Linked DNA regions of Mus musculus: region 2 is linked to region 1. Evidence: chromatin contacts called from public Hi-C data. All regions are on one chromosome and are shown on one strand. Each heading gives the region's core, a stretch centred on a gene start, on an enhancer-like site or on the middle of the called end of the contact. The rest is flanking DNA. Distances are from core to core; before and after follow the strand shown.

Region 1 (4,142 bases), core at 1,589-4,088:
CAAGCTGAATCCACAAAGAACTATTTACTGCAAAGAAGTGTCATCTTGCATCTGTCTTGGCTTCAATGGCCTACAGAGATAGAGGCAGGATGAGAGACTGATGAGTGTGGAAATGCCCTGTAAAAGTCAGGGCTGGGCTTGCATCTCCCTGCTTCTTACCAACAACTCTCAGGCTTCCGTGACCCCATCCTGCTGTCTATCTATTACACAGCTATTTATTAAGCTGAGCATTAACCCAAAGCTAGGTACTACAGCACCTCCTGGAGGCCCTAATGTGAAACACAGGTGTGGAACATTTTACAGGTGCTCAGGTTGACATTTACTTCCGTAAATGACAGCCATTTAATATCTAATACTAAAAGATTACAAAGCAAGATCCTGACTAATAAAAATGTCTTATTCTATGACTTTCCCATTTTATTTTGAGATAAGGTCTTACTATGTATACATGGCTGGCCTAGAACTTGCTACTTATATTTAGACTAGGTGGAACTTGAATTAGAGATCCACTGGTCTGCCTCCTGAGTGCTAAGAGCAAAGGCATATGTCACCAAGCTTAACTCTGAATGTTCAATTTTACATGAAGCATATTTTCAGAGAACTAATGGCTTAGGTAGCTAAGTATTCCATCTAAGTTCATATAAAAGGCCTAAAAGCAAAGAAAAATAATAATAAAGGTTTGATAGAAAGAAGACAGTTACTCACAGCTCAAGGTGAAAAGTAGCCTTTAAGATACATAGTAGGGTTAAGGAACCCAAATGCATGCCTGAACAAACCAAAATTAAAGAGCAAAGGGATATAAAAATGAAGCATGTGAGGAATTTTTTTCTTCCTTAAAGGGAACAGATAAAATAAAAGATGGTATAGTGAATATTCCTCTGATCTCCACCAGCATTGCAGTAAGGGCTTTTAAAAAGACACATGTGCTGGGCAGGAAAAGAAGAGCTAGGAAGGCTAGGAAGTTAGAAAGCAGATAATGGCAAAGGGTTGACAAGAAACAAGTTAGGCTCAAGTGCATCAGTCAACACAGTCTCCTGAGGAAGTGTGGTGCCTCTGGAGGCTGCAGTGCTACAAGAGAATGTTTGGTTCAAGGGAGAACTGGCTCCAAGTGCCAAGGGGAAGTCACGAGAACCTCTGTGACAGGTAGAGTTCTAAGAAGGGCTGTTTCAACTTCCTTATAGCCGAAACCACACCACAGACCAGGTTGTGCTTAACTTACACAAGGCTCTGTCTTTACAGTCAGACAGCAGAGTCACCTGCTAACCTTGCTGTGATACAAACTCCCCACAGAGGCCAGAGAATTACAAGTGGCTACTATAAGCACGGAGCCTCAGTCTTAGAGTTGCAAGGAACCAGATTGGGCCAGAGACTGTTTAAGCCTGGAAGGGATTTTAAAGAGGACACATGACAGCCAGTTTTGGACTGCAGGCTTAAGAGACCCTGAGCAGGAGACTGAGCCAAACCGGCCCAAGTTACTAAATGTGCACATTGTTGTGAATTGCTACATTTGCAGTAAGCTGTTAAGTAGCAACAGAAATTTCACTTAACTGGTTGTATCTTCTAGAGATGGGGGAAAAAACAATAGGAAAGACTCAATACCAAGGTCATTAATATGGATGAGGAGAGAGGTGCTGTGGACAATAAGACCCTCAGTTTTCTTCCTCTACTCAGCTCCCAGATGGACGCCCAGCTCTCAATACAGGTATTACATCTGCATTAGACAACCAAGGAGTACAGTGCCTCTATAAAATATAATTCAATGACCAAAACTAGAGGGCAGCCAGCAACAGGAAACCAAAATTGTAGAGAAAAGGAAATTTCAAGACAAAAATATTTTTTTCCTTCTGGAAATTAAAAGTAAAAGCACAGATTTCAAAACCTCCAGGGAAAGTCAGCTGAGATCTAAAACATTAAAATGCAAAAAGAAGGTTCAAGAAACAAACAAACAACAGGAAAAATGTTCCATAAAGGATAAACAGAGGGAGGTGTGGATATCAGAAACTGATAAGAAAATCCTTTAAACTGGATGTGGTGCTGCATTCCTGCAATAGCAGGCAAAGTTCTGCAAGTTGAAAGACAGCCTGAGTTATAAACTGAGAGACAGAGAAGCCGTTCTCAAACAAAACAAAACAAAACACTTCTCACAGGTAACAAACAACATGCCAGGAAGACAGCTCAGAAAATGAAGTGCTTCCCGTGTGCAGCCTGGGATTCAGATGGCCAGCATTCATGAAGCCAGACTGACAGTGTACACAAGTAGTCCCAGCATGGTGGGCTGAGACAGGCGACTTTCCAGGGCATGTTGGCCTATTAACCAACATCACACGATTTGGGCTCAGCCCATCTCAGTCAGTAAGGGTGGAGAGTGACTGCAGGAGCCACCTGACATGGACACCATGCCCTTACACACACCCTACAGATTCATGCAGATTAGCTTGTGGCTTATAAAGAGAAAATTAATTTTAAGGAACAGAATTACTTCAAAAGAGTTTATTTGGCCCCTTGGTTGGGCTGTTCTTTAAAGAGCCAGGGCTCACAAGTCTAAGACATGAGCAGGAGACTGAGGTAAGACATACTTGTTGGATGGCCACTAAACTGCAGTTTCTCTCCTACATACCTCTCCTAGTACAGTTAACTAAATGCACCATCCACAGTTGCCACTTTGAAATTCTGTTAGTGGGTGTTCATGCTGACAATGACCACTCGAGTGAGGACTACCAGGCAAGACACTGCTAAAGTGATAAAATTAGAGCACTCAGACTCTCTTGGCAAGACATCTGTCAGGAGGGGTGGCTGCCAGTCCTGGAGCAGCAGCAGCTGCAGCACTAGTCCCCAGTCCCCAGAAACCTGAACAGGGGACAGAATGTTCATCTCCAGCCAGCCAGATCTGCCGCTCTGAGCACAAGCTGCTTCTGTCTCTGGGCTCCATCACAATGACACCAGCTAAAACCAGCCTTCACTCTAAGGCAAAACGGCATCCACAGACATGGTTCTGCAGGCGAGTTCAGTGGCCTTTCCACACAAGACTGCAAGGCCCGGAGTAGCAAGTATAAAGTACATTCTCATGTGTTTACTGTAGTACAACAAGCTTGCGGTTTACAAATTACCCACTTAGACTTTAGGATCTGGTGAGTTCTGTGCTAGACAAAATAGAAGTTTGACTGCTGGGTAGACAAATTAGGCCAAATCATGCAAGGCCTTTAAAGAGCCAGGAAGATTTTTAGATAAAGCAAAGTCACAGCAGGTTCTTTAAAATACCACTCTGGAAAGAATTTTACCCCCTTTTGCATCCAAGAATCAGAGGGAGCCTTAAGGTAACCTTAACCTACCCACAGCCACTTAGCTAAGGTAAGTAACCTTAACCTACCCACAGCCACTTAGCTAAGGTAAGTAACCTTAACCTACCCACAGCCACTTAGCTACTATTAACTGGTAAAGGCCAAACCCAGCTCTCTCTATCCCAAACCTTCTCTATAAACGACCTCCTATTGCTATAGGTAAAAGCTTCAACTAGGCTAGTGTTTGGAGTGAGGAGCCTGGTAATCATTTAACACCTATGGTATGATTCAAACACTCAAAAAAGTGGTGAGACACTGGAGCCTGCTCATGGAGAAACAGTAAGAGGCTCTAGTAACCAGAAATGCAAATGCAAGGTTATGCTTCACGATGCGTAACTGAACGTGAGGTTATAGTAAACACACAATGACTGGGACCTAACTCAAATCCAAACATATAATGTATCCAAGGTAATTTCACTGAAGCCTTGCCTGGAGCAGAGCACATGATGTGTGCGCTTTGCACTGTGCATGCAGACAGGCACACATGCCAAGTAAAACTGTCTCACACACCTTAGCTGGAACTGAGACGACTGCATGGTATGAGCTAGTTTCTTTTCTTTTCTTTTTTTGATTGATTGATTGATTTTATGTAAGTACACTGATTGATTGATTGATTGATTGATTGATGTTATGTAAGTACACTGTAGCTGCCTTCAGACACTCCAGAAGAGGGCGCCAGATCTCGTTACAGATGGTTGTGAGCCACCATGTGGTTGCTGGGAATTGAACTCAGGACCTTCGGAAGAGCCGTCAGTGCTCTTAACCGCTGAGCCATCTCTCCAGCCATGAGCTAGTTTCTTATAC
Region 2 (4,159 bases), core at 485-2,984, 460 kb after region 1:
TTACAGAGCCTAGCCCATTCTTCCTATATAGTTCAGCCTACCTAGATGTTAGAAGGGCAAAGACTTTTTCATGGTATCTAAAACTGTGCTTCTCCTTATAATTATGACACACTTATTTCTCCAAAGATGTTCTCTGTTAGGTAAAAACTCCGTTCTGGGAACTGGAGGGATGGCTCAGAGATTAAGAGCGCTTGCTGATTTTGAAAGCCTGGTTCAGATCCAAAACTAACATGGCAGTACACAATTGCCTGTTAATTGTTGTTCTACAGTTCCCATGCCTTCTTTTGTCCCTATGGGCGCCATGATGCTCATGGTGTACATATATGCATGCAGGCAAATATTTAACCACATAAAATACAAACAAATACATTTGTAAAAATCTCACTTAGCTTTGGAAAAATCTCAAAATCCTTTCTAGTACCAAGAAGCCTGGCCTATTGTGAAACTTCCAACCTATGGTTAAGCGTCCTCTTTGTAGGGAGCATCAGTAGTAATAAACCTTTGTCTTATGGGCTTTTATTCTATTCTGTTCCAGAGAGGGTTTTACTATGTAGCCCTGGCTAGCTTTGAATATAGGATCCTCCTGCTCCAGCCTTCTGAGTGCTGGGATCACAGGCTAGTGCCAGCATGCCTCACTTATCGGCTCTTCTTAATGGTAGCTGAAGTTCCTGTTTCTTCTCTTATAGAAAGCAGGTCAAACAGTAAGGTATTAACCAAGTAGGGAGGAGAAGCTGGCTCAGCAATTAAGAACAAATTGTCCTTGCAGAGGAGCAGGGTTCAGTTTCCAGCATCTATGTTGGGTAATTCAACTGCTTGTAACTCCTGTTCCAGAGGATCCAGCACTCTTGCCTGGATCCTCGACTAGCCATCCATACACATATGTTCACATTGACACTCACACACAAACACACACACACACACACACACACACACACATACACACACTTGTAATTTTTAAAATAAATAATGAATAAAGTATTTTTTCCAATGGTTGTTCATGACAACTTTAAAAATTCTGAAAATATAGAGAAGTCCCATATGCTTGTAGTGTTATCAGTGCATTTTTAAAGTTTAATAATGTTAGAGGAAAAACTATCTAGCTTGGAGCACTTAAACGAGAACATATTATTATATGCTCTGCATGGCACAATCTTCAGTGAAACACAGAATGTCTTAATAAACAGGAACTTGGCAGCTAAGACATCAAGACTCTTGATCACAGAGGTGCTTTACACTCATGGACTGCCCACTGTCCTACACAGGAAGCCATGTCTCAATGTGGAGGAGAGTGCCACTGTGCAGGCTGCAGATGCTGGGGTGACAGTAGTGCCTGATAGCAAGCTCTGGACCCAAAGGAGCAATGACAGGTGCTGCATCACATGTGTGTAACTGGGATGCAGTGACGCAATACACACATTCAAGAAACACAGGCTATGTGTCCACATTGTTGAAGGTTTTATTTTAATCAAACAAAGAGAACTATATGTCCATGTCTCATATAGATTAGTCATTGTTGAAACTAAACACCATGGCAGCTTTTCTTTCACTATTTATTACTAGCTTTAAAAGAAACACATCTAGAAAATGCCTTTTAGGGAGAGGGAAACCCAGCATTAGTGGCATCTAAACATAACCTTAGAACAGATTGTATTCCAGAGAGACAAGGCCTCCAGGGCAGCTGTTGGGAGCTCCTCCCCTTTTCAAGTCTTTGTCAATCTGCCCTAAGTATCTGAGGCTCTGCCAGCTTTAAGGTACAGAACTGAAAAGAATCCAATACAGCACAGCAGCTGCTCCGAAAGGACTGTGAAGGATATTCTCAAAGGCAATTTAAATGTTTAATGTAATTCAACATTTGGTGTTTCTCATTTTTGATGTGTGTAATCTTAAGCTTCAGCAACAGTCTTCCTACACCCACTTTCTTCCATGACTATTAAATCTGTAATTATGCATGGCATTCACATTCATTTTTGGGTACATGATATCTAAAACATGATTTTGTGGTAATTACTGCAATTGAAACTGAAAAATGTTTTGTGATGTTATTTTTAATCCACATATAGTAAAATGTAGGTAACAAAATGATACATTAAAAAAATGTACTGTTAGCAGCTGAATTCGGTAAAACACTGTCATTAATCTGCTCTAAGTGTCAGTGTTTCCTAGATTTTAATGTCAGTTCTAAAGAACGAACAACTAACTCAGCTTCAGGACTCGAGTGTGCTCCCATCTCCCTCTCTGTTTGCTACAATCCACCAGTTAAACTCATTATAAAGTCAGGGGCAATTCTCAGTGAACTTCAGATTCAGAGACAGAACTGCACCTGTGTGGTGAGAACAGCTGGGAGGATAATCAGCTGGGGCAAATGTCTTCTCTCCTCTGCTAGTGCTGCATGAAGACATGATTTCCATCACGTAATTTACCAGCTGGGAGTGTGCACAAGTAAATTCTCAGCAATAGTGCCTTACAGTTTCTTCTCCAACAAATTTTCTTTAAAAACAACAATAAAACAGACAGACAAACAACCCACCCACTTTTTCTAGGTGAGAGAGAGAGAGAGAGAGAGAGAGAGAGAGAGAGAGAGAGAGAGAGAGAGAGAGAGAGAGAGAGAGAGAGAGAGAGAGCGCTCAGAGGACAAAGGCAGTTATTGCCAAGCTTGCTGAGCTGAGTTCTATCTCCAGAACCACACGGCTGAAGGAGAGAACAGATTCCTGTAAGTTGTCCTCTGACAGGCAGATGGGCAGGCAGACTGATATGAGACGTACATACATACACAGTGGCTCATGTGCATGCATACACATACATATACACAAGACAATCATTTAATTACAAAACTTGAAAACTTTTTCCAAGTTCATTCTCATTCAACAAATATTTGCTGATATGGCAAACCCACCTACCTGGAAGGGGCCAAGATACTAATCCCCACCCCACCCCGTGTGTGGTGTGGTGTGGTGTGTGTGTGTATGTGTGTGTGTGTGTGTGTGTGTGTGTGTTTGTCAAATTCACCGAACAGTCCCACAGCCCCCAGAGGAAGTACCACTCCAAGGTGTTCTAGCATGCTCAGTAACTTAGTATCCCAGGAGCTTGGTCACACCAGGATCTCAGGGTCTCAGAGGCAACTTGACTCCCAGGAACTCTGACATACCCAGAATCTCAGGATCACAGAGAAAGCAGAACTCTGAGGAGTTCTGACTCAACTGGGATTATTGGAAGGAGAGACTACCCTTGAAATCAAACTTCTGATACTTGCCCCCAACTTCTACATGCTAGGATGTTGGATGGAGCCAAACACCTCACAGTTCAAGGGATCTAACTGAAGGCTCTGTACAAGGAAGGCAAGTACTCTACCAACTGAGCTAGATCCCAGCTTACACCCCAGTCCCTGAATCCCATATGGGTCATACTTGAATGTGGTAGGGGGGGGGCAGGGGGGGAGGCGGTGCAAAGAATGTGGCAACAGCAAAGGTTTTGGAGATGCCATGGCCAAGAATAAACCCAAAGTCAAAAGTGTAAGAATTCCAACAGTCCTGCCCATGTGGTGTTACCTGGCTTCCACACAGGCTCTGAACACATAACATGCCCCGTGTCTGTGTACATGCTCCTACAAACCAACACCAACTAATGCTGCCTAAAACATCCTGAGTCACGAGCAAAAAAGTTTTCTGTTTTTATAGAAACATAATGATAACTATGGACAACAAAGACTTCTAATGTTCACCTACCATTATTCCTTAGTAAAAATTAGTATATCTTTCCATTGGATTACATTAGAATATAAATTTGACTTTAAGGATTACTGTTTGAGTTTCTGACTTGATTTTCACTAAGGGGGGAAAAAGAAGGCTCAAGAATTAAAAGTGTTAAAACTGCCTGGGGTTAGATAGAATGCCATTGGGATTACATTCCAGTAATTTCTGAAATAACCATAAAACAATACTGACATTTTGTATAATATATTTATGTGAATCAGGATTATCAACATTGACAACTATAAAATCAAAACACAGATCAAACACTGAAAAATATTGAAGATGCTCTCAGTGTCCTGCCATTTTAAATATTCAGCCAAGCTTCAATTCTTTATGTAAAAATAAATGCTTATTTATTTCCACATCAGTACACAAGTTTGCTTCCTTATGTAATGGTCACATTTTAGAAC

Evidence for each region. A called contact is a pair of places that touch in the nucleus more often than the background predicts.
Region 2: a Hi-C map of cortical neurons shows a contact between it and region 1, with 4 times the contacts expected there. The contact joins two enhancer-like sites. A contact is called at or near these places in 2 of 484 Hi-C or Micro-C datasets (cortical neurons and liver).

Annotation. Positions count from the first base shown.
Region 1 is chr14:18,300,628-18,304,769 of GRCm38.p6, forward strand. The region is part of intron 3 of Ube2e1 (ubiquitin-conjugating enzyme E2E 1); the gene reads right to left. Gm41098 (a long non-coding RNA gene) reads right to left here. Exons shown (of 2, transcript XR_874229.3): 1 at 3,364-4,142; 2 at 1-3,325. Among named protein-coding and RNA genes, the nearest start is that of Gm41098, 6.5 kb to the right of the region's middle. Within about 2 kb of position 2,839, at least 60 of the 459 cell types and tissues checked have an H3K27ac peak or open chromatin away from gene starts, as enhancers often do. A contact at or near this core is called in cortical neurons, where this site is marked.
Region 2 is chr14:18,757,452-18,761,610 of GRCm38.p6, forward strand. All of the region lies in intron 3 of Ube2e2 (ubiquitin-conjugating enzyme E2E 2), which reads right to left. Among named protein-coding and RNA genes, the nearest start is that of Gm22499, 55 kb to the right of the region's middle. Within about 2 kb of position 1,735, at least 25 of the 459 cell types and tissues checked have an H3K27ac peak or open chromatin away from gene starts, as enhancers often do. A contact at or near this core is called in cortical neurons, where this site is marked.